4 separate regions of the Mus musculus genome follow, and all the other regions are linked to region 4. Evidence: chromatin contacts called from public Hi-C and HiChIP or PLAC-seq data. All regions are on one chromosome and are shown on one strand. The core of a region is the stretch at or near the end of the contact, and the rest is flanking DNA. Distances in the headings are between cores, read along the strand shown.

Region 1 (6,060 bases), core at 985-3,484, 740 kb before region 4:
TTTCCTCTGCTTTCCAAGTGCTGGGATTACAGGTGGGGTCTATGCCTAGTGTATGTAGTGTAGATCAAACCCGGGGCTTCAGCATGCCAGGAAGGCACCGCTACAACTGAGCCACATCCCCAGCCCTTGTTGCTATTGCCGAGTTTTTAAGAGTTATGCACAGATAGCAACTATCTGCTCTCCTTTCTTACCTTGTCTCTTTGCTGTGCTAAAGTTTTTACTTTGATTGTGATTCTTGCTTGTCTATGGTTTTGTCTCCTGTGCTTTTGGATGGAGTCTTTTTAATTTTTAATTAGTGGTTCATCTTTTTATTACTGAGTAGTAATAGTTCTTTATATGTTCTGTATTCTGGCTGGAAATCCCTTATTAGACACATTATTTATTTATAATTAAAACAATCATTTGGAGGTATGGTGGTTTGAATGAAGACGGCCCCCATAGGCTGGTATGTTTGAATACTTGGCCCTCAGTCGGTTGAACTGTTTAGGAAGGATTAGGAGGTGTGGCCTTGTTGGAGGAGGTGTGTCACTAGGGTTGGACTTCAATGTTTCAAAAGACCACACTATTCTTAGTGTCTCTCTCTCTCTTGCTTTGTACTTGTGGATCAGATGTGAGCTCTCAGGTGTTCCTGCCACAATGCCTTCTCTCTGCTATCATAGACTCTAACCCTCTGAAACCATAAGCCCGGTTCCATGTTTTCTTTTTGTAAGTTTCCTTGGTGATAGTGTTTTATCACAGCAATAAAAAAGTAATTAAGACGTTGGGGTTTCCTTTTCAGTGTTTTGTAGTGAAATGGTTTTTAATTTTTATTTTTGTCTTGTTTAAAGCAGGTCTCATGTTTTCTAAGCTATTTTAAAAAGACCTTTTCTTAAAAATTAATGTAAATATGTGTGCCTGTGCATGTGGGTGCAGTGCCCATCTATGCCAGAAGAGGGCGCAAGGTCCTGTGGAGTTGGAGTTCCAGGAGGATATGAGCTATTGAGGTGGATTCTGGGAAGAGAACTAAAATCCTCCGAAAGAACAGCACAGGCTCTTACCTGCTGAGCCATTTCTCCAGACCATCTTCCAAGGCTTTTGGCTTTGATTTGTCTATCCCTCTTTTTCTTCCTCCTCTTCCATTAGGGCTATGGTCCGTTTTGAGGTTTTTGATTTTTTTCCTCATGGTGCTGGGAGCCTTGAGCATGCTAGACAAATGACTACTCTCCCACTTGGTGGCTCCCAGGTTCTTGGGTTAATTCCACGTGAAATGGTGTACAGAGGAGATTTTGGACGTCTCACCATTTGCTGAGATTAGCCCCACGGGATTCTCTTGGCACTGTTGCCAATCAGCTGGTGGTCAGTACAATGGCTTATATTTCTGGAGTCTTGGAACAGTCTTCATCTGTGTGCCTGTCCTGGCTCACCACGCCCTTGAGCACTATAGCCTGATTTGTCCCCCTCCTCACCATGCCCCTTCCCAGGTAACGAGTTAATGGCATGAGCAGGACAACCTGCCTGTCAGAGTTGGTGAGGAGCGCGGATGGTGGATAGAAACTGCCACTCGCTTTGATATCGAGGCAGCAGACAGAACATGCTGGACTCTCTGGGCAACTTAGCTGTTTCGGTAAAGGCCACTCTTTTTCTGGCCTCTCTGTTGGAACTGTCCAGAAACTTTCCTAGAGCCAAGGGCTCTCTTGGGCCTACCTTAGGGGGTCACCATAGCTGCTCTCTGTTGCTCCCTCCTCCGGAGTATCTTCTGGAATGTCAAGACACCCCCCCCGACCCCCGCTAAGTCCAAGACCCTTGTGTGTCCTATTTCCTTGGACATATGAATCCCTGGGGGGGGGGGGGGGAGGAAGAGTAAGGTAAGTAGCTGGACACTAGGGAGTTGAATCCTGTGTGACATGTAGTCTTAGCCTCAACTGTGAAACTGTGAAAGCTGTGGACCAAGGCCTGTTGGGTGGGGAAGTGGGGTCTGGTCTGGTGCCGTAAGGCACCGAGTGCTTCCCTCCCAGATGGCCATGGGCAGGTGGCCATGGGCAGGTCCAGGGGGTAACTTTTTGTCCCTTCTCATCTCTCCAAGTCCGAAGCAGCACGGGCTGGGCAGGAGGAGGCTGGGGACCTCAGGGTCCCAGGGGTGCAGCGGCCTAGTCTGCAGCCCTGTGCTTTGGTGGCCTGGTGGCTCAGGGTGCGGCCAGGGCGGCGCCAGGTTTCTCTGGCTGGAAAATGAGCACAAAAGAACCAATACAGAGGGCTTGCACAATGCTAATGCGACACAGCTCCGGCCACTGTCACGGCGCGGTGCCTCATCATCACTGCCTGGGCCCCGGCCGTGAGCAGCGGGGCGCATGGCGGCTGATGGCGGAGCTGATAGCGCGGGGCTCAGCGGGCTCCTTGCCGCCCCGGAGCCCCAATTCCCATTACAGTTGGAGGGGGCTGGGCGGGGGGAGGGGATGTACTTCTCTGTTAGATTGAAAAAGTGATCGATGCTAGACTAAAAAGTTCACATGGTGCGGTGGCGCACAGAGGGATGAACCAACTGCTTTTTTTCCAGCCCCACCTCCTTCCGAAACCCCAGAGCTAACCCTGCACTCAGACTGGCATGCGACCTTGCATATATCTGAATGCGCATAACGATTTTTTTCCCTCAATCTCTCCTTTCCCAATTGCACTCCTGGTATACAGGCTGGTCTCTCATTTGCTTCGTTTTCATGGAGGAATGTGCCTGGAGCACTTTCTATATGAGCAGGCACAGCCCTGTCTAATTCTTTCCAAATGCCACATAATATTCCACAATACCACGGCGAAATAATTAATTTAACTTCTCTCCAACGACTACTAATTAAATGTTTGCTACACACATGCCCTTTAACTAAGCACCTTACTTGTATTGTCTCATTCAACCCCCAGGAGAGGCTCTAGAAGGCAAGCGGAACAATTTCTTTCTAGAGCAGTGAAGAAACAGGAGCGCATGACTGTGTTTGAGTTAACACAGCTGGCAACCAGGAAAGTCAAGATTCATCTCCCCTGCCCCCTCCCCTGCTCCGGTCCTGCAAAATGTGCCACTCAGGTCTTTGATAGTAAGTTATTTCCATGTCTAGGCAAACTCCTTATTCCCCATGCAAGCTCGCCTGTCTTTTGTGTCCGTGGGATTCTGCAGGTCTCATGCAGGTGGTTCTAACCCAATGATTTTGATCTAAGATTTAGAGAACAGAAACCATCACTATACAAGGTAAGTGATAGTGGGCCCGATTGGACAGGGATGTTCCGTTTCCTCCGCAAATTTACTCCTGCATCTTTCAAGGCATTTTGTATGTGTTCCATGCCACTTTGAATGCGTATACTTTGGGTTTAAAGGCAGGCCTCCAAGGGTTGGAGTTCTGTATGATTCTGTAGCACGCACGAGTGCTCAGAAACTGGCCTCGATGCTGTCCTGCTTTCACCAATTAATAATATATGTGGAGACCGTTCTCTACTGGCATATGTGTGTGCATCACATAATTATATGTATATATGCAATCCTTTTTCTTGTTGTCTTTTAGAGTCAATTCTATATATATATTTTTTATTAAGACATTTAAAAGTTCCAAAGTAAAAATAACAAAATCAAGGATACATTGACTCATTTTTATTTTGTGAGGAAGAAATTTTCCATTTGTCTGTGTAATTACATTTGCTAATTTCTAAAACAATTCCTGGGATTTATATCTATATATGCCTCAGGAACATACAGGGAAGATCATACTGTTCTCTGAATTTCAAATTATGTTTTCTGTTTTATTTCATGAATTTATTATTTTTCTTTGTCTCTGTCTGTCTCTCTCTGTGTGTATGTGTATGCGTGTATATGCACGCATGTGCTGTGCACTTGTGTGTATACATTTTTTTGCACGTGAGAAGTGTACCTACGAGGCTGTGCCTGGGTGTGGAAGCCCAGGGTTGGTGGGGAAGACCATACTCCAAGGCTCTCCAACCTTATTCAGTGAGGCAGGCAGTCACATCTGTCTGACATTTCTGATCATTACACGTGTGCAGTGGGTGTTTTATCCACCGAGCCACCTTCCCAGCCCATGGATTTATTTTTAGTGTTTAAATCTTCCATCTATCCAAAATGTAGATATGTAAGAAGACAGGTAGAGGGCTGGAATGAACCTATTGGTAGAGTTGCTTGCCTAGCACGCAGAAGGCCCTGGGTCCCACCCCAGTACCACATGATTAATAAAATGTGAAGAAGGAAGCCAGTCTTTGTGGGCTGGCTAGCTAGATGACAACATGGTCAAGCCATCAAAACCATCCTCTTTGTTTCTGACAGCCAAACCTCTACTAAAATCTCTGCAATTTGTGTCTCTCTAGATTCTCTGTTCCCTCCATTGGCTGCTCCATTAATTCATGTTTCCATAGCAAATTATTAAAATTGTTAATGTTTTGTGATCTATCCATCTACCTATCATATCTATGTATGTGTGTATGTATCATATCAATGTATGTATCTATTTATATATGTATATATGTGTTATGTATCATATCTATGTATGTATCTATCATATCAATGTACGTATGCATCTATCTATCTATCTATCTATCTATCTATCTATCTATCTATCTATTACGTTTGGGTTTTGGAGACAGGCCTCACTATGTAATCTTGGCTGGCCTGGAACTCATTATGGAGGCCATGCTGGCCTCAAATTCACTATGTAGCTAAGGACGACCTTGAACTTCTGTTCCCTCTGCCCACCGTCCAGAGTTCTGAGACACCATGTGTGTTGCTGTGCTCTGCCCTGCCCTGCATGCTATCTTTGCACATAAACTTACTACCTAGTACTTGCCTTCGGAGAAGTGTTTAGCTGGTGCTTTAATGGGGCTCACCATGCAGTTAGAGCCCAGCTCAGCAGCAGAGTGCTTGTGTAGGGCCCGTAAGGCCTTGGGTTTGAGAGCATGAGCCCCACAGGAGCAGAATTTAGAGACTCACTTGTCACTGCCTCCATTTCAAAGTGTCACATGTCACATTTCCCTGGCCAGAACAAGTTCTTTGGCCTTGACTGTGAGAAAATGAGAAATGTAAGGGACATATTAAGTACATACACTATGACGTTTTCTGGGAAATCATATTATGTTCTTGACTAAGAAGACTCAAAGAAGTTGAGGCAGGAGGATTGCTTGAGTTGCAAGGTATCATGGGCAATGACATGTGTATATGGAGACATAGCCAGAAACTGAAGGAGGAAAAGGAAGAGGGGAGGGGGAAGGCAAAGGGGGAGGGGGAGAAGGGGAGGGGAAAGGGGGAGGGCGAGGGTCCAATAAAGATATCCAAGGGCCACACACTCAGCTGTGGGGAGACCTCTGTGATCTCCATTGCCAGCAGAGAGACATTCTGAGGGAGCAAGAAAGCAGTTTGGTTGAACAGGACTCAGTAGCAGGTGTTGGTTCAAACTCCAGGAGTCTGGCCCCAGGTAGGTTACTTTCAGTAGATTTAAGCATAGCACAATTTGGTGAAAATCAACTCAATCCCATGTGCGCAATGAAGCGTGTGTAAATCTTCCGGAGGAACAAAGTAAGCTGAATAAAGAGTGGGCGTGACCACACCAAAACTCTGTAAAGTGCGTGTGACATGCAATTGAGAAAAACAGGCGCCGGGCGTGGTGGCGCACGCCTTTAATCCCAGCACTCGGGAGGCAGAGGCAGGCGGATTTCTGAGTTCGAGGCCAGCCTGGTCTACAAAGTGAGTGCCAGGACAGCCAGGGCTACACAGAGAAACCCTGTCTCGAAAAACCAAAAAACCAAAACAAAACGAGAAAAACAGACATGACAAGGGTCTTGGGGGAAGGTCTAATGTAGTCTTCAGCCATAGTGTAAAGGTCACCAGGCTAGAAAACATGATCGCTCTGAGCCAAACCTTCTGGGATGATAACAGGTTGGACATTCCTTCCCTTGAAGGAACAACCTTTAGCATCTCTCTCTCTCTGTTTCTCTGTCTCTGTCTCTCTGTCGCTCTGTCCCTGTGTGTGAACACACCATAGTGTGAGTGGAAGTCAGAAGATAACTTTTTAAACATGAATTTATTTTATTTCATTTTATGTA
Region 2 (6,424 bases), core at 420-2,919, 770 kb before region 4:
GGTTTCCAAGTCTGCTCCCATCTATGTAAAATCTATAAACAGAGGGCTTCTCTGGAAACCGATACATTAGCACTTGGCACAAGTGACATCAAACAAGCACAATAGTCTGGGCTAAGGAAGTCGTGAATCTAAGACCAACTGTCCCGTGGTCGAGCGAGCAGAGCATTAAGTCTTAGGAACCAAAGCAAGGCCCTGCCGTTGGTTTCTACCTCTACGTGGCTGACAGCCTCTTCCTCTCTGGAGGTTTGGGGGCCTTTGTCTGTTTGCTCAGGTCCTAGTGAGCCTTTAAACTCTGCTTTTCCCTTCTTGATTTCTCTTCTCAGTAAGTCTCCTACCCCCTCCCTCAATGCCCCTCCCCCACTCTCCTACCCCATGTTTGTGCAGGGCACCCTTTACTCTCTTTCCCCTCACTGTTTGAGATGAACTCTCCCTGAGCCTGAAGCCCACTGAGTCAGCTAGACCAGTGCTTCTCAGCCTCCCTTCCTACGGATGCGACCCGACCCTTTAATGTACTTCCTCATGTTGTGGTGACACAGGGCCATAACATTATTCTCATTGCTGCTTCATAACTGTAATTTTGCTACTTTATGAGTGGTAATATAAATACTGTGTTTCCTGATGGTCTTGGGTGGCCCTTGTGAAAGGCTCTTTTGTCCTCCAAAAGGACACAACCCACAGGTTGAGAACAGCCGAGCTAAACTATCTGGATGGCACCATCGGCATCTGCCTGTCTCATTTTCCCTGGTGCTGACATTACAGGTGCGAGCTACCACATCTGGACTTTTACCACATCTGGACCTTTACATGAGCGCTGTGAACCCAAACTCAGATCCTCACGCTTGCAAAGCAAGCGCCTTACCCACTGGGTCATTTCCCTAGTTCCTATTAGGCAGCTCATGTTCACTTGGACCTGCAACTCTTCCTGCCTCAGCCCCCCAGATGCTAGGATTACAAGTGTGCACCATGCCTGGCTCGCCTCCTCTGTTGATAGTGTTGATGCCTTTTTGTTGTTGTTTGTTTTTTTAAAACAACCTAGTTACTTACAGGTAATAAGGGATTTCATTACAACATTTTCATACATATGTGTGATGTATTTTGATCATATTTCACCGTTTTCTCTCTTTCCATTCCCTACTGGTTCCCCTCCCCCTTCCCAACCAGACTCCTTTTTACTTTATGGTGTGTGTGTGTGTGTGTGTGTGTGTGTGTGTGTGTGTGTGTGCACCTTACCAGTGACTACATCACTGAAGAAAGTATCTTTCCCTCCTGTAGGAAGCTTATAACTGCTGATAAGTCCTCAGGGAGGGTGGACCTTCATGAGCTCACACCTCTCCACGACAGAGCATCACTGGAACTGTGTGCAGGTGTTAACAGCAGTGCAGAGTTATACCATGCTCAGATGTCTACAGTCTCCAACGTGCCTCTCCTTCCTCTGGCTCTTAGATTCTTTCTGTTTCCATATCCCCAGAGTTCTGAGAGCCTTGGAGGAGGTGATAGTGTCTCCTTCAACTGTCACGGCTTGTGCTCTGGTGCTGTGTGTTTAATGGCCTCCTAGAAGGCTTATCGCTAGGCAGAAGGCAGGACCTGACCACTGGCTCCCCTCTGTGCTGACCTCAGAGTCGGGTTCCCAGTCTGCTTTCAGTGTAGACTTCGCTCTCCTGAGCTTGGAAGCGATGACACCACTGTGAGCAATATCGCCAGAGGTGGCTCCTGATTGGTGGAAGACTGCTGGGGACCCATGATTTCTGGGCTCTGCTGTGGCCTGGGGTAAAGCCAGATACTTATTCACACCTCCATCACGTATTTATGGAGTGCCTACCGGTTGCAGGGCTCTGGAGATGTATCAGTGAGCAATATGTATATGCTACGGTGTTGATTGAATTTCATCGTGAGGAAAGTTAGGATGCAGTGGGGAAAGGCAGAGACTCTGGGGAAGTGACGTGACTTCCCCTGAATCACTCAGCTGGCGAGAGAGTGTGGATCTTCTGATGCTAAGTTGCACAGGCTTGCCAACCTACCAAGAGGGATAGGGGAGGCAAGCTGGGAGAGGCGATAGAAGAACTGTGTTGATTGTGTGTTTGTGTTTATGTAAGAATGAAAGCTTCTTTCTGTCAGGATATGCTATAAACAAAACAGGGGAAACTGGGGGGGAATGTTTGCTGTGCATAATAGACAAAGTTAATATTTTTATACACTTTCACAAATCAGTAAGAATTACACTCCAAAAATAAAACAGGGAAGGGTATTAGTATGTGATACGCATGGATAAAGTAGAAGAGGCCAAAAATACAAAGAACCGTAAACTCACTAGTGATGGAAGAAACGCTAATTAAAATAATGAGCTTTCCTGACCCTTTATCACATGGGCACATTTTCAAAGGACAAGACTCTGCTGAGGAGAACACAGAACAGGATCCTTCAGACAAGCTTCAGCAACCAATTTTAGGATGTTCTTAAATAGATCGATTCTTCTACTTTTTTTAAAAATAACATAGATCTGAAAAGCTTTATAACTTTTGGTTTTTTTTTTAAGGACCATATTAACAGCATCTTCCAGTTTTTCTAGAGTAAATGAATATGTATCCCTTTTATAATTAACAATATACATATATTCATTTTGTAAAAAGACTATAAAAATAGAAGAGAAAATGAAGAGATGTTTATTTCTTTTACACGCATCAGACTAAGGCCTTCAGCTCAGCAGGGGGCAGAGTTTATCATCTGTACTCTCTGAAGTGTCACACTGCCCTGCCTTTGTGTGCCCTTGCCTGTCCCTCTGTGACGGTCACCCTTTCGGTTCTGGCTTGGAGCCTGGTCATCAGTGCCTGGCGGCCTGTGCCTGGGCTGTGCTGAGCTCATTTGGTCGTTGTCCTAGTGATGTGACCCTACCTTAGACTTCCCCATCTCTTGAGGTGGCTAAGATATAGTGATACAAGACCCATCCTCCTCCAGATAAACAAAGCTGCTGCTGTGTGACTTGTCATTTAGCACTGAGGACTACTGACTTTGAAATCTGGTCATTTTTCTATGCCCAAACCTCAGTCATGGGACAGATTGTAGGCTTCTTGAAATAACTGGGTTTGGCCTCCTAGCGCTTCAAACACAAAGAATCCATCTCTCACTGTCTCTTCTCTTTTCCTCTTTCTCTTCCTCTCCCTCTTCCTCTGTCTCTCTGTCTCTCTGTCTCTCTCTGTCTCTGTCTCTCTGTCTCTCTGTCTCTCTGTCTCTCTCTCTCTCTCTCTCTCTCTCTCTCTCTCTCTCTCTGTTTTTGTGTGACCCCCAGAGTGGCAAGCAGATGCACATGACATGTCAGGTGTGTATCTGTTCAGCAGTACATTGTTCTGTTTTCTTCTAAGTTCCTGGGTTGTGACAGCCCAGAGTGCCAGATGTTAGCACAAGGGTTATTGTGAGAATTTCAAAGCAAAATGAATTTTGACTCAATTGAACAAAGAAATATGTTACATGGCACTATATTGACAGAAACAATGTTACCCTACAAGGGTGGTGGACTTCCCCATGGCTGGGCCCGTGTAGGTACCCAGTAAACACAGGATGGATGAACACACATGAGAATCCCAAAGCCAGCGTAAGCCAGCATCTCTCACTTTCTTCTTGCCCCACATTAGACTCTCCAGCCTCTCAGCTACTCCAGCTCGTCTTGATACCTTTCTGCTTCTACTTGGGACATAAGTTGAATGTCACTGTTTAGAGGGGATGCTGTACCCAAGCAACTGGCAAACACTAAATCATCTTGAAAGTGAACCAACTCTTGGGCTTGGACAATGTTCAAGGACATTCATGAAAGAACCTGGGTCCGTGTAGAAGGGCTGTCAGTGTCACAGTATCATCCTTCCCTGTATGTGTGTGTGTGTGTGTGTGTGTGTGTGTGTGTATGTCTGAGCATTTGTGTGTGTTGTTTGTTTGTGGGTTTTTTGGGTGCGGGGTCTTGTGTATTCTAAGCTGGCCTTAAACTCCGATGTAGCCACAGACGACCTTGACTTTTTAGTTCTTTTGCCTCTACATTCAAGTACTACATAGTGAAGACGTAGGGGTTATGGGCGTCCCACCCAGTTCATGCAATGCTGGTGACCCAGCATTCATGCGTTCCAGGCAAACACCCTAGCGATGGGAGCACAGTCCCAGGTTCTCCTAGCGGTTTGTAACTGTTTCTCGGTGCCACCTTTTCCTTCCACACACCACTCCCCCACTCTCCTTTCTTCTCTGACTGAGGACCCGGAGACACAGGTGGGAGCCTCCATAACTTTTCTGGTTGCATCTGCTCTGTAGGCCGGCATGGGAGTATGAAAGCAAATGTCACTGCTGCAGCCATAATTTAAGACGTCCTGTTTAAAAAAAAAATTCCAATTTCATCATTTCACAGAAGAATAGATCAATATTTCTACAGTTAAGAGTTTAGTTAAAAACCCCGCTGTGCAGTGAAATAATGCATCTGCTATTGGCGTAGAGCGACTGGGATGTTAATTCCTTGGTTTTGTGTCAGTTAAGGGCAAATTAGCCTTCCAGCGCCAGTCATGACTCATTATGTCATTATGTAGAAGGCACTTACTGTACCTCCACTACTATGCAATTTAGATCCAATAAAAATTGTGACAGCGTTTTTATCCACTTCATTAAGCTACTAATTTCTTGTAAAAAAATGTACATTAATCTTTTTATAGCTTCATGCAGAGTGGCATATTTTTAGACTCTAACATTGATTAGGTCCTGGTTAAGAATAATTTTCACAGTACTTTTAAGAAATGTAAATAAAGTTACAATAATTTAATTTTTCAACATAGTTATGACAGTATTGATCTTCAAATGAACATGTTGGCTGAATTAAATGTGTAGCCCAAATGAAATACAGACTGAATACTTTAAGCACGCAACAAATTACAAGGCAGGGCTGAACAATGCCCTGCAAACAGAACGAAAGGAGGGAGCGTGAACCTCCGCAGAAAATATTAATTGCTCATATTTTAAGAGATGTAAATGGGGGGCTTTCTTCTTTGACATCTGACTTTTCGTACCCAAATGTTTAAAAAATACAGTGAAGAAAGTCTTCCCCCTTTGATTTTTCATCCCTTGTGAAGTACCAGTGGAGCTCCCGTCTCCCTGCGTTACGGAGAGTATGCTGGGTTCAGAGGAGACAGTGTCCAGGGTGTCCAGAGCACACCGCAGGTGGGCAAGGGGCAAGGGGTCAAGAGCAGAGTTGGGGACACGCACAGTTGGTGTCCGAGCTGTTTCACTTTGCTCCAAGGACGCGCCCTCCCCAGTCTGTTTGCACAGTGCTGAGAAAGCCATGAGTCACTTCCTCAGTACCAGAAAGGTGAGCTCAGGTAGTGCTCACTGCCTCTGATGAACTCACTTCTCAGATCCCGGTCAGCCTCTATCCCTACAACCCCCGCTCTCTGTGTGAGCCCTCTGCCTTTCCAGGCCAGGGAAACCCAGCTCTGACTTGTTCTAGGCAGTGTAAGCCCACTGTGTGTGTGTGGGGGGGGGGGCGCTCCAAGGTCATGCTAGTTGGTTGCTTACAAGGGATGAAGGCTGGTTAGACTTTACAGTGGGTAACACTGTATGAATAGTATGGTATTGAATTCAAAGACTCCCTGAGGGTAGAGTATCCCCTTCCTCTGCCTGTTGCTGTCTTCTCTAGGAAGTCTTTGTGCTGGGCCATCAGTGAGGGTCACTAGAATCTGGTTCTAGGCTCAGAGACCTGCTGTCTTCCTGGAGGGATGCCTCTCTGGGAGTCTCTGCCTCCAACCCTGCAGAGCTCAGTCCTTTTAATCTTCGGAGCTCTGTGCGCTTCCAGAGAGGGTTTAAGGTGGGGGTAAGAGGCAGTTCCTGCCTCAGAGCATTTTGTTTCTGCGGATCCAGTGTTTAAGTCTCCACAGTTCTCAATGTGCCAGCCAGTAGCATCTCACTATGAAAGATGCTGCAAGAGCCGGCCACAGAATCTGTGTCGTCTGTATTCACGGTTCAGGTACCTGGTTCTAAAGCCGTGGGTTTATTTAGGGGCAGAGGCCTCTCCTCAGCCCAGAGCCCAAGCATTTCTTTGGCCTCTGAGTAGTTTCTTGAGAGTCTCTTGGACAATTGGTCTGGCAATGGATGCCCTGCTTTGGGTCTTGCACCAGAGCCTTTTTTACACAGTTTCTGTCCCTGGCATTATCTAAAGATGCCTCTCTTTGCCACCACCCCTCCTGTTCACAGCTATGCCACGGTCCTGTGTGTGAAGCCAGATACAACTGGTATTCTCATTTGTAAAGCTTGGCTTTTTAGAAGGCAGCCTCGTGTAGCCCAGCCTGGCCTCAGATTCTCTGTGTATCTGAGGATGACCCTGCAGCTCCTGGTTCTCCTGCCTTTATCTCAAGAGCTGGGGTCAGGCATGAGCTACTACCACACATGGTTTATGCAGTGTTTGGGA
Region 3 (6,463 bases), core at 1,779-4,278, 720 kb before region 4:
TTTCCCCAGCTCCTCCACTTTCTGCTTCCTGTATCATAGGAGGTATTGCCACGTTGGGAGACTTGCCAATGCTGGAGAGACTTCAGTCCTCCAGGCTAGCTGATTCCTGGAGAATATACCTTTTATGCATAAACTGACCATTCCTTATCTCCTTTCTCTATGACCTCATTTACCCAACTCCCAAACACAAAGTGAGTAGAGGGCCTTGTCCTAAGTCTACCTGTGACCAGGACTGGGCAAACGAACTCCACCCTACGATTCAGAACCAGTGGTAACTATTCAAATTCCCCAATCCTAAATTTGCTTAATTGTGACTTGCCTTTCTCCCCCCCCCCCGCCCCCCCTATGAGACCAGAATAAAGCGTCTGGCCTCTACTTTTCCCCCTACCTTCTTCCTCTCAACTGAACCTGTGCTTCACCATGTGGCCCTGTGTGGCTGGGGTACCCTATCTCCTGGGACCTGTAAGGAGTCAATTTTTTTCCAAGGCAGTTGTCTCTATTACTGTTATGTTGCCTGTATCTCACAAAAACAACCCCTTTGGGCTGGAGGTGTGCATTAGTTGGTGGAGGGACTGGGCAGCTTGCACAAAGTCCCAGCTGTCCCCAGCATACACAAACTGGGTGTGGTGATTTACAACTGTAATCTCCACACCGGGAAGGATGAGGAAGGAGGATTAGGAGTTCAAGGTCACAACGCACCTACATAAAAGATTGAAAGTCAGCCAGGTTCAGCAGACTCTGTCTCAAAAAATAAAATCCCAGGGACATTTAAGATAGTTCTTTAGTTATGCTCATGGGAGGGGCTATGAGAGAAATCCTGGACAGTGGCAACTGGAAGCTTTGTCACACGGAGGGAGTTAGTCAGGGAAGGACTCAGCAAAGTAGCAAGGGAACTGAGACCTAAAGCTTCCGTGGAGTTAGCAAGAATCCATGAGAGGGGCAGGGGATATTCCGGATTCAGGGAAGAGAATGAGTCAGGCCTGTAGGAAGACGGTAACATATTCTAGGACGTGGAGGGCATCACTGTCCCTAAGCCATCAGTGGGCTCAATACACGGCCAGGAGAGGGATTAGCTGTGATTGATCCCATTCTGCCACAGAGGCTGAGCATGGTAGCAACTCTGTATCCACAAGGCTCCCCCTGCTCAGGGCTCCAGATGTGTGATGTGCACCTGAGCCCCTGGGTTTCTCATCCTCTCCAAAGCTGGAATCCTACAGCCTCCCTAGAGAAGGTATCAGCCTGGCTTCCAGATTCTAGGAGAGCATCCTAGGAAGGTGTCATGGCTTCCAAAGACAGCTGCACCAACAGGTATATGACTCCTGCTCTTACGATGGGAGGCTAACCCTCTGCCCTGAGCCTGGATGGACGACTGTCACTGCTCTGACCAAGAAACACTGCAGGAAACAAGGCTGCCTGACTCTGGAGGTCAGAACATGAAGCATCAGGCATCTTGCACATTCTCTCTCTTGTCTCCTCTCGCCTTGCCTGGAAGCTCTGGCTGTCACCTGGGGTATGTGACTGCCATGAAGCTGACACACTGGAGAAATTACGAGAGCTGAAGTAGAGAAAGAGAGATGATGGGGAGACACAGCAGCTCTCCGGGATCACCTTACAGAAACAAGCCAGCCTCAGCCTGCCATGCTGCAATCCCATGACTGAACTAAGCCTGCCCGGCCTTGCACACACCTGTGACCACACCGGATGCTTCTACTACCACATTTGCGGTTATGTGTTCCAACTGGAGCAGTCAGTCTGGTGGGGACCCGGTCTTGGGTGGCCTTGAGCATCCCTGTCAGGTGTCACAAGCAGCAGGCTGTGCTTTCTAAAGCAGTCAGACTCTGATTTCTGGCTTTGGAGTTTGGCTTAGTAGTGAATCAAGCTCTGCCTGGACATCCTTCTAGTTCCTTCCATGAAGAGAAGGTCTGCAAAGGAAATGGAAATGGGAACTGCACGATCCAGGCAAGGAGCCTCCATTGAAGGAAGTTCTGGATTTTTTTTTTTTTTTTTTTTTTTTGAGACAAGGTCTCATATCTCAGGTTGGCCTTGAACTCACTATGTATTGAGGGTTGACCTTGAACAGCACACCCTCTTGACTCTGCCTCCTACTGCTGGGATTGCAGGTGTGCACCACCACACCTAGTGTATATGATGTTGGGGAGAGTTGAAGCTTTGATCGTTCTGTGTAAGGACTCTACCCCTAGTACTTGAGGGAGTTTCTGTAATTCTAGTTTTGGGCATAAGCAGAGATACTGGGCCAGAGAGGGAAAGTGGTATATACTAGGGTGCCCAGGAGCTCAGAAGCTGAGTAGGTGACTAACCGGGCTAATTCACCCATCTTCCCATCCCCACTTGCAGAGGGCAATTGGTGCAGCATCCATGAGGCCCTGGTCTGCTCAGCCTGGAAGGCGATGCTCTTATTTTCACAGGTGAGAGATCTTCTTTAAGGGATCAGAGCCGTGTCCTCTTGTGGGGTGGGAGAGGAAAGAGGGGAGAAGCTGGGCTTTAAAGACCCCTGAGCCCCCTCTCCAAATTTTGTCCTGAAAACGCTCTCTGAGTGTCCCCCTCCCCCACTCTAACCCATAGCAAATACCCACTCAGGTTACAGCTCCTGTTTGCAAAGCCAGCTACAGAGATGCCTTAATTAATTATTCAGGCTGACATCTCTAGCTCCCAAATCACAAGGTTGAGAAGAGATCATAGGAATATAATCAATGTGAACTTGAGTGATAATCACTGGTCCCCGGGTGGAGCAAAGAGAAGAAAACCCTCCAAATTGGTCTTTTTCTTCTACTCTGGCCTCGATTCTGCCAGCGGACAAGATAAAACCGCCCTCCTTTAATAATTAATGAGTAGGCACCGGCGCCCCTGGCCTGGGCCCCGGGAGGCCTCTCGCGGTGGCTGCGCCTCCTGGAAGGCAGGGCGCGTGTGCACAGCCACGTGCGCCAGCCCGGTCTGGGGCGCAGCACTGAGTCACAGCGGCTGACCCAGCAAAGTGCTGCGAGTGTGACCGGAATGAAGGGTTGCTCCGTCTGTCTCCGAGGTGGCGTGGCAGATCAAATCACAGCGGATCAGGCGCCGAGATGTTGCCTTGCTCTGAGTGACAGAAGTTAATAATTAGTGACAATGATTGACAGATACACTCCATCTGCTGCTCCGACGCCTAGGAGCAGTTATTCCACAACTGTCTGCGGGCACAATGAACTCCCCCGGGAGCGCGGGCTGGCCTGTGATTGACAGCTGCCTCCAAGAGAGACAGGCCACTGATGGAAAGTCGCTGTCAGCAGAAGCGCTCCGGTCCCCCCCACACTCCCCGTGTTCCCGCCGAGGCTCACTCGCTGTATACATTTATTCTGTTTCATTTATCATGTCAGCCGCGGTTTTAAATAGATTACTAGCTAGCCTGTTTTTTAACTGGAGAGTTTTCTACCCGTAAATTAGAAATATCCACGTACATGGCAGGCTACTTCCTAGGACTCCAGACTTCCTCTTGTTCTCTGCATGGATCCAGGAGAGGTGGCAGGAGCTTCGGGGGTTGGGGGTGTTCAGATGTGCCGAGTCTTTCCATTCTAATCAAAATGGAATGTTTAACCAGAAGCCCTGCAAAATGGTGCTGAGCACCGTGGGGCAAGCTTGAGCTCAGACTACAAACTAAACTCCGAAAGCACCCCCTCCCCCAACCGCCACCATCACCAACCCCGGGAGAAATAAGTGTGTCTCTGAGACTGGCTTTCAGTGACATAACTTGTAACAATCACTCCTTAAGTGATATTTACATTTTCAGATAGTGGGAATTCTGGGAGGATACTAAATCCAATGTTCCCAGGGCAATCTGTTTACTACCTTGTGGATTTATGGTCAAAATCTGGTGTTAGCTAGGTAGATAATTTCAAGTGAGGGTTACAGCCCCATCCAGACCAAAGACCCTGTCCCTGCTCCTTCCGGATTTTCCATTCTAAGTTCAAGGTTAGAGTCAAGTAGCTCATGTGGAACTGGGGAGAGAGACACCTTCCAGCCCCATTATAAATTGGAAAGCAGGAGCACAGGGGTTTTCAGTAGACGGATGGTTCCTGCGTCTAATTTGTTTGGTTTTCTGGAAAAGTCCATTTTAGTTTGGCTGCATTTTGGACCCCACATAAGCATCTGGCCACCGCTTGTTCCTCTGTCTCTCTTTCTCCCTGATGTCACAGCATAATGCAAGGGGCTGTTCATTGCGTTATGAGTAAAAGCCCACTTGAATCCCGCTGTTTAAAATACAGTGAACCCTGTTGATATTGATCTCATTCGCAATGCTTTCCCGCATATGATGTCCATCTCTTAAAGTATGGGTCATGTTTCCTCTTAAGATCTTTTCTTATCTTATTCCCCTAAAATGATATAAACAGTTTCAGTATTCTTGATAATTAGGTATTCGGGCAAAGAAGAGACATCCTGTTCTTTTTTTTTTTTTTTTTTTTTTTTTTCTTTTTTCAGTTTTTAAGTGATTGGGATACCAGAAAATGAAGTCATGGGGAATACAAATGTTTGCTTCTGGAATGACCCAGCCCACCCTCTCCGATGGCTGAACCATGATGCCCTGGAATGACCCAATTGTCGGGTCACACAAGAGCACATTAAGTACATGTCTGAGTTGTCTGCCTGGCATCGCGCACGCCTCTTCTAGACAGACTTTGAAGAGGGTAAGGGGACGGAGCTTGTTGGGTTTGGACCCACTGGCTGAGGTTACCACGGCCATTTTCCTTCTTAGAACCGGCCCCAGCCTTCGGCCGCTGTAACCTGAGCAGGGCAAGCCAATCACAGGAACACAGGAGGGAGCAGAGCCATGCTTTTGGCAGCTTTCTCTCTCCCGAGGAACTGGACCATCTATGGAAGGAAGCCAAGCTCCTGAGGAATAGGGAAGAGCAGAGGCCAAGGGAACTCTCAGGGGAAGCATCCATGGGACTCGTGGGGTCATGGAAAGTGAGGAACTGGTGAGGTACCGGAAAAAGCCTCAGGAATAGTGGGTGGTAAGGACCTACATAAAGTGCAGGGGTAACGCTGGAGAAGAAGGGGTCCATCTCTTCAGCCTTACTTATCACAAAGAGACCTAGGATTTCAGCGTTTGCCCATTAAGGAAGATCCCTGTGGCTGCTGGGTGGGGAGTGACTGGGTTGTAGCGGGACTGAGACAGGAAACATTGTATGCCTAGGACGACGTTGTAAGTATGGCTTTGGCCTGGGTCAGGAGAACAACTGTGGGAGGGGAGTGGTGTGGACATCAGTGACAGAGTTGTGTGTCACTAGTGGAGTGACTAGAAAGATGAGTTAAAGTCTGGATTTATAGAACTGGGAGTGTCTATACTCAAGGCCAGCTATACGGTGCTCTCAGAATGGCTCCAGGCTTCCTTGGATGCTCGGCCGTCTTGATGTCTGTAGTAAGAGCTGAGTAAAGTGCCCCACGTTTTCATTTCGTCAGACCTCGAGTGGAAGTCAGGGAAATAGCTAGATTTCTGTAAAAGGCAGGGATGGAGAAGGAGGTGGGGTGCCCTAGTGTAAGGAGACAAACCTTGAGAGAGGAAAGGCTCAGCGGGGGTGGGGGGGGTGGGGAGGGAGGGCTCACTGAGGGAGGGCAAGAGGAAAAAGAAAACAAAAGAAGGCAGCCAAGAGCCAGACCCTGAGACTGATAGAATTCCTGTGGAGGTCTCTAAAAGGTGCTAAGATGCAACGGAAGGTTCGCCCTGTCTGGTCTGAGGATGAGTGGCTTTGTAGCAAGTTATTAGCTAAATGGCAAGTTCATTCAACAAACAAACAAACAAACAAACTAGTCTTATGAAAAATACCTTTATGTTGGACCTGATGGTTTGTGTCTATAAATCCCAGCGCTTGGGAGGGGGAAGCAGGAGGATCAGGAGTTCAAGGCCAGCCTCAGATACCTTAAGGAGTTTGAGACTATCCTGGGCTAGATTCTGTTTCAAATAAAAGAAAAAGAAAGGCTAATAGAAAAAGAAACTGTTTTTTTTTTTTTTTTTTTTTTTTTTTTTACTACTATAGACATTTACTATATTCTCTAGTCTCCAAAGCATCTTCATCCATGTATCCATCAGGTATTAGGTATTTGTTGAGCACCTCTTATATGTCAGGTGCTAGGCTGGTATCAGGAAAATCAATGAACAAATAGACAAAAATCTCCAATTCCAGGGAGCTTCCAATCTAGCGAGGACAGACAGTAAACAATAAACAAAATTAGGGAATTATATATTGGAAAATAATAACTGCTTTGAAAAATACAAAGTATTTTCTTCCTTCCTTTCTTTCTTTTTTCAAAAACAAAAACTAAATGATGTTTTCTGTCACGTAACATGAGTTACCAGGGAAGGGCCCTGGGGTTCCATTGATGTCCTTGGGTCTGGCTTCTTCGTCTGCTCCTTTTGTGATGATTCTATTAGCAGGTGTACTTCCTCCTCCTGGGCCAACCTCAGAGGTTCAAA
Region 4 (6,450 bases), core at 2,769-5,268:
AGAAACCAGCAAGCCCCAGTCACCTTCCTGTCTGCCAGCTCTGGAGCCAGGGTTACAGGATTGTGCAAGGATGCCCAGCTTACTGAGTGGGCACTAGGAAGTCCAGTCTTTTTTCTTTTTTTAAGGGTCTCACTTAGCCCTGGCCTTTGCCGGCTGATTTATTTATTTTTATTTTATACGTATAGGTATTTTGCCTGCTTGTACAGATGCGCACAACATGCATGAAGTACTCATAGAGGCCAGAAGAGGGCATCAGGACTGGAATCTTACAGAGAGTTGTTAGCTGCTTTACAGTTGGTAGGAACAGAACAACTTCCCCCTGGATGAGTGACCAGTGTTCTCAATCTCTCCAGGCCCCCAATCCTTTTTAAATAGGAGACTTATTGAGTTTACAATTTACATATAGCCACGTCATTCATTTTAAGTGCAAAATTGCTCAACTCTCCCAACTCTTGCCACCCCAGGAAGGCTCCCTTCTGCACATTCTGAGTCTCTTACCACAAGCAATCACGCTCTCATTTTCCCCTTCATCCCAATATTTCCTCTGAACAAACGCTTTTTTAAAAAAGATTTAATTATTTATTTAATGTATATGAGTACACTAAAGCTGTACAGATGGTTGTGAGCCACCATGTGGTTGCTGGGAATTGAAGTCAGGACCTCTGGAAGAACAGTCAGTGCTCTTAACTGTTGAGCCATCTCTCCAGGCCAAACAACCACTTTTTGATTGTTGGTTTTGATCCTTCGTGATGGAGTCTCTATGTGCTGGTCTGGCTGGTCTCACACTTACCTTCTTGTCTCAGTCACTCAAGTGGACAGTCATGTCCACCTCATGCCTTCTCTCTTTCATTTTAAATATTTTATGCAATCTTTATTTTGCTTTTCTTTTTTCTTTTTTTTTTTTAGTATAGAATAGAGTTTATTTAAGGGAGGGGAGTTAAGAGGGTAGCAGAGGCAGAGAAAGGCAGATAGAAGGAGAGAGCAGAGAAATGGGGGCGGGCCATGGCCATGTGGAGAGAGGGGGGAAGGGAATTGGGAGTAAGGGGGCAAGAGGCAAGAGTGTAATAGGGTAAGAGTTTTTTTTTTTTTTTTGGTTTTTGGTTTTTTTTTTGTTTTTCAAGACAGGGTTTCTCTGTGTAGCCCTGGCTGTCCTGGCACTCACTTTGTAGACCAGGCTGGCCTCGAACTCAGAAATCCGCCTGCCTCTGCCTCCCGAGTGCTGGGATTAAAGGCGTGCGCCACCACGCCCGGCAAGAGTTATTATTTTTTTTTAAGATTTATTTATTTTTATTCTATGTAAGTACACTGTAGCTGTCTTCAGACACTCCAGAAGAGGGCGTTAGATCTCATTACGGATGGTTGTGAGCCACCATGTGGTTGCTGGGATTTGAACTTTGGACCTTCGGAAGAGCAGTCGGGTGCTCTTACCCACTGAGCCATCTCACCAGCCCGAGTTATTTTTTTTTAAGATTTATTTATTTATTATATGTAAGTACACTGTAGCTGTCTTCAGACACACCAGAGGAGGGCATCAGATCTCATTATGGATGGTTGTGAGCCACCATGTGGTTGCTGGGATTTGAACTTAGGGCCTTTGGAAGAGCTGTCAAGTGCTCTTACCTGCTGAGCCATCTCTCCAGCCCTATTTTGTTTTTCTTAAAGACTTATGTTTATGTGTGTGACTGTTTTACCTGTGTATATGGATGTGCACCATGTGATGCTTGGTTCCTATGGAGGTCAGAAGAAGGCATCAGGTCCCCAGGAACTGGAGTCATGGATCATGGTAAGGTGACATGTGAGTGCTGAGAACCAGATATTCTTAGCCACTAAGCCATTACACCAGTCCCTTCCTTCTTTATGGAGTATGATGCTCTCATGGGTCCGTATAGCATTCCCTCACTGCTGAACAGTATTGTCTGACAACATGGTTATCCATTCACCCATGCATTGGGTGTGTATGTATGTAAAAGTGGATAGCGTGAGCAGCGTGGGGTGAGGGCGGGGCTGTTCATCCCTTGGATCTGGAGATACAAGTGGCTGTGAGCCACCGACTTGCATGCTGGGAACTGGATTCAGATCCTCTGGAAGAGCAGCAAACGCTCCTCACTGCTGAGCCAGCTCTCCAGTCCCAACTAATGGGCCCTTGGGTTATATAGAGATTTTGTGAATTGTGAATAACAGGAACACAGGGTCGGTGTTTTCCCTTCTCTGCCTAGAGTAGGAATGGAGTAGAGTCCCTTTTCTTTTTTCTTTTCTTTTTTGTTTTTTGGTTTTTTGAGACAGGGTTTCTCTGTATATCCCTGGCTGTCCTGGAACTCACTGCTGGGATTAAAGGCGTGCACCACGACCACCTGGCCAGAGTCCCTTGTGTTGATGCTGAAACCCAGTGCCTTGGAGTGTGTGTGTGTGTGTGTGTGTGTGTGTAAGTGTATGTGTATGTATGTTTGTGTGAATGTGTGTGTATATATGTGTGTGTGTATATATGTATGTGTGTGTATGTGTGTATATGTGTGTGTGAATGTGTGTGTGAATATGTGTGTGTATATATGTATGTGTGTGTATGTGTGTGTATATATATATGTGTGTGTGTATATATGTGTATATGTATGTGTGCATGTGTGTGTATATATGTATGTGTGTGTATGTGTGTGTGAATGTGTGTGTATGTATTGTATGTGTATGTATATATGTATGTGTGTATGTGTATGTTTGTATGTGTTTTGTTTGTTTGTTGTTTTGAGATAGAGTCTTATCACATAGCTCAGGCTGAACTTGAACTTGTTCTCCTCTTGCCTCCATCTCCTAAGCGCTAGGATCACGGGTGTGAGCCACTTTGCATTGCGCCGATGCCTCTTTCCTGGTGCATGCACTGTCACACACTTGTAATCCCAGCTCTCTATACTGATTCACTCTCTGCCCCTACTCTGTTTGTTTGTTTGTTTGTTTGTTTATGTTTCGTTTGGTTTGGTTTCATGAGACTGGATCTCTATGCAGCCCTGGCTGTCCTGGAACTCACTATGTAGACCAAACTGGCCTAGAACTCACAAAGATCTGTTTGCCTCCACCTTCTGCCTCTTCTGCCTCTGCTTCTTCCTCTTCCTCCTCTTTTAAGGAAAGGCAGTCTAGATTTCATTTTCTAAGCCATACAGTGGCTAGGTGTGGTGGCTCATACCTGTAATTCCAGCAAGTGGTAGGCGAAAAGCAGAAAAATAAAGAATTACATGGAATTGGGGCTGGTGAGATGGCTCAGTGGGTAAGAGCACCCGACTGCTCTTCTGAAGGTCGGAAGTTCAAATCCCAGCAACCACATGGTGGCTCACAACCACCCGTAATGAGATCCGATGCCCTCTTCTGGTGTGTCTGAAGACAGCTACAGTGTACTTTACATATAATAAATAAATAAATCTTTTAAAAAAAAAAGAATTACAGAGAATCAGAAGTTAACCTGTGCTGAACAGCAAGCATATCATTGCTTGAGTGTACCACGTTTTTCTTAAAGACTCCTCTGCCAATAAACAAAGGTTGTGTTCAAATATGTATGAGTTTTATTAAGAACAAACCCACCACCATCTCCACTTTACTGACAAACACACTAAAGTCCAGACAAGGGGAAAACATCACCAGAGGTCACACACTGAAAACTACTGCTGCTTCCAGTTCCCCTTTCCGTTCTGTATCCTTCAACTTATCCGTTCCTGCTAGTGTGTCCCTGCCGGCCCAGCTTTCTGCAGCAAGCCCCGGGCAAGCCAGCTGTCTCTCAACCTCAGCCTACAGGATTCTTGCAGGCTTCTTAGAGACAGCCAGCTTTCAACGCGGAGGCAGCGCTCCTTCAGACCCCCAGCCAGCAGGGGGAAGCGTAGCCACGGTCGCGGATAGCACCCGCTTGCTCTCTTCGTGGTGTTCCTTTTTTCTTGAGTCCCCCAAGACACTTCCGGGACACGCGGAACTTTGGTGCAGCCGGATGCTGCGCGCTGAGACGCTGGCTGAAAGGCGGCAGGCGGTGTTTCCGGCAGTGTTAGTGGTCCGCCTTGAAACGCCGTGGCCAAGGGAAAATGGAGACAATTTTAGAGCAGCAACGGCGCTATCATGAGGAGAAGGAACGGCTTATGGATGTTATGGCCAAAGAGATGCTTACGAAGAAGTCCACGGTGAGTGAGCCGTGGTCCGGGCCGCATCAGGAGGCGGGCCTGGGTCCTTTGCCGAGCCCTCGCGCTGTATTTGGCCTCGGAGCTTCTCTGCGCCCCATCCTCACCCTCCTCCTAAGCTGGCTCGGCACTCTGGCCTCGTTAACGTCCTCCGAGGGCCCCTCAATCTTCCTGCTTCAGCCCCTGGGACCTAAACCAATAAGCGCATCACCCCTCGGGTGCTCTTTCCAACTGCTAAACTCAAAGTAACAACGTATGTGTTACCGTTTGCCTTTCTGCAGCTTCGGGACCAGATCAATTCCGATCACCGCACTCGGGCCATGCAAGATGTGAGTGCGCCGCCGTCCGCTTCCCCTGGGGTCGGGCTGGGCGGGAAAAGTGCAGGCTGGGAAGGTTGAGTGGCCCTGCGTGATTTCTACCCCTGAGTTCTTAGACAAGCCCCTCTAGGGTACCTAATCAGATGTCCTATCTCTGCCTCCCAAGTGCTGGGATTAAAAGTGTATGCAACCACCTCGGGATCAAGCTGTCTCTTAAAAGTGGTGGAACTTTGAAGACCATGTATCTCATGAGTTTTCCTTGGGTTTTGCCAAGACATCCTTTCTTGTTTACTTAGCCCTGTGGTACAAATTTGCTTCATTCTGATGGCTTTGCGCTTCTGTTTCAGAGGTACATGGAGGTCAGTGGGAACCTGAGGGATTTGTATGATGATAAGGACGGGTAAGTGACGGTCACATCCCTTCTAACAATTAGTGCTTTTGAGGAGCCCTGGTGAGACCATGGGCTGTGTGCTTTATGCTCTTCGGGTTTGTTGATATCTTGCAGACTGCGGAAGGAGGAGCTCAATGCTATCTCAGGACCCAACGAGTTCGCTGAATTCTATAACAGACTCAAGCAGATAAAGGAATTCCATCGGAAGCACCCAAATGAGGTAAGGCCTCCCAACTTAGTGTCCTTAGACCTGGCCGTTAACAAAAGGGAAAGATGCAAAGGAAATGGAGCTATGCCATGTAGATGTCACTCCAAGAAAGAACGTGCCACTTCACTGCATGTTAAGTGACATCCTCTTGGCATCCCTCTGCAGTAAGAGAACACGGTGAAGCACTAGGGCTGCTTCACAAGAATGTCTCCTACTCAATATACTGTGCACCTAGCTCTGCCCTGAAATCTACCAACACAGTGGTGCTCTGTTCACTTGCAGAGGTCGTTACCCCTTCAGGATTCATGTCCAATGCCAGCTTTTTCGTAAAATATCTCTTGGACTGCCTCCTCCAAAGGAGCCCTTCCTTAGCATGCTGTGTTTTGTGCCAATCAATGTCTGCCCGGCTATGCAGCAAGGGAAGTGGAGAACACTAAGTAGGCAGCTCTGTACACTCAAGGTCAAAGCCAAAGCAAGTCTTAGAAGCCCAGGCCTGTGTGTGCCTGAGACATCGCCAGGCCCACCTGAACTCTTCTCCTTCCCTCAGATCTGTGTGCCAATGTCAGTGGAATTTGAGGAGCTGCTGAAGGCTCGAGAGAATCCAAGTGAAGAGGCACAAAGTAAGTAATGGTTACTGTTTCTTCCTGGGGCTTCAGGCCATTCTCAGCTATAGAGCTAGGACCTATGGCTTGGTTTTTTTTGTTTTGTTTTGTTTTTCAATCTGTTTTTATTTTGTCTGTGTGGGTAATTTGCCTGCATATATGTTTGTATACCGTGTGTGTGTGTGTGTGTGTGTGTGTGTGTGTGTGTGTGTGATGGCCTCAGGAAGCCAGGAGAGGGAATTGGATCCACTCCGACTGGAGTTACAAATGGTTTTGAGCTACCGTGTAGGGACTGGGACTCAAACTCAGGTGCTGTGCAAGAGCAGCCAGTATTTCTAAATGCTGAGCCACTTCTCTAGGTCCTAGAACGTCGTGTCTCTAAAAACAAATAAATAAAGGCTGATTGTGGTGGAGTATACATTTAATCTCAGCTCTCAGTAGTTCTCTGAGTTAAATAAATGCCAGACCTTTTATTTTTTTAATTGTATGGTGAGTTAACATCTTTTTTTTTTTTTTTAATTTGTTTATTTGTATCTGCATTGGTGTTTTGCCTACATGTATCTGTGTTTGAGGATGTCAGATCTCTGAGTGGAGTTACAGACAGTTGTGAACTGCCATGTGGGTGCTAAGAATTGATCCCAGGTCCTAATGAAGGCCACTCATTGCTCCTAACCATTGAGCTATCTCTCCAGCCCCATTTTTTTGTTTTGTTGTTTGTTTTGATGTGACAAGGTGTCTCTGTATAGCCCTGGAACTCACTCTATAGATCAGGTTGGCCTCGAATTCA

Evidence for each region. Hi-C and Micro-C count contacts between places; a contact is called where the count stands out from the background. HiChIP or PLAC-seq counts read pairs in DNA pulled down with a chosen protein or histone mark.
Region 1: an H3K4me3 HiChIP or PLAC-seq map of craniofacial prominence shows a contact between it and region 4, with 4 times the contacts expected there. The contact joins the enhancer-like site here to the promoter of Sf3a3 in region 4. A contact is called at or near these places in 3 of 39 promoter capture datasets (cranial neural crest, embryonic stem cells and liver) and 13 of 115 datasets of contacts at active chromatin or transcription factors (bone marrow-derived dendritic cells, craniofacial prominence, embryonic basal ganglia and 9 more).
Region 2: a Hi-C map of cortical neurons shows a contact between it and region 4, with 2.1 times the contacts expected there. The contact joins the enhancer-like site here to the promoter of Sf3a3 in region 4. A contact is called at or near these places in 9 of 39 promoter capture datasets (3T3-L1-derived adipocytes, the SN4741 cell line, cranial neural crest and 6 more), 2 of 15 datasets of contacts at CTCF or cohesin (the NIH/3T3 cell line and large pre-B cells), 6 of 484 Hi-C or Micro-C datasets (the G1E-ER4 cell line, cortical neurons, nephron progenitors and 1 more), 27 of 115 datasets of contacts at active chromatin or transcription factors (the NIH/3T3 cell line, SST interneurons, T-cell acute lymphoblastic leukemia and 21 more) and 1 of 9 other capture datasets (pancreatic islet).
Region 3: an H3K4me3 HiChIP or PLAC-seq map of embryonic basal ganglia shows a contact between it and region 4, with 5 times the contacts expected there. The contact joins the enhancer-like site here to the promoter of Sf3a3 in region 4. A contact is called at or near these places in 3 of 39 promoter capture datasets (cranial neural crest, embryonic stem cells and liver), 10 of 115 datasets of contacts at active chromatin or transcription factors (craniofacial prominence, embryonic basal ganglia, embryonic forebrain and 6 more) and 1 of 9 other capture datasets (embryonic stem cells).

The regions. Positions count from the first base shown.
Region 1 is chr4:123,970,322-123,976,381 of GRCm38.p6, forward strand. No RefSeq gene overlaps it. Among named protein-coding and RNA genes, the nearest start is that of Rragc, 56 kb to the left of the region's middle. Within about 2 kb of position 2,235, at least 23 of the 459 cell types and tissues checked have an H3K27ac peak or open chromatin away from gene starts, as enhancers often do. A contact at or near this core is called in craniofacial prominence, embryonic stem cells and liver, where this site is marked.
Region 2 is chr4:123,944,577-123,951,000 of GRCm38.p6, forward strand. No RefSeq gene overlaps it. Among named protein-coding and RNA genes, the nearest start is that of Rragc, 30 kb to the left of the region's middle. Within about 2 kb of position 1,670, at least 14 of the 459 cell types and tissues checked have an H3K27ac peak or open chromatin away from gene starts, as enhancers often do. A contact at or near this core is called in cortical neurons and pancreatic cancer cells, where this site is marked.
Region 3 is chr4:123,987,868-123,994,330 of GRCm38.p6, forward strand. No RefSeq gene overlaps it. Among named protein-coding and RNA genes, the nearest start is that of Gm40241, 63 kb to the right of the region's middle. Within about 2 kb of position 3,029, at least 49 of the 459 cell types and tissues checked have an H3K27ac peak or open chromatin away from gene starts, as enhancers often do. A contact at or near this core is called in craniofacial prominence, embryonic basal ganglia and liver, where this site is marked.
Region 4 is chr4:124,710,843-124,717,292 of GRCm38.p6, forward strand. Sf3a3 (splicing factor 3a, subunit 3) reads left to right here and starts at 4,019. Exons shown (of 17, transcript NM_029157.3): 1 at 4,019-4,148; 2 at 4,427-4,474; 3 at 4,810-4,862; 4 at 4,968-5,073; 5 at 5,609-5,681. The coding sequence starts at 4,053.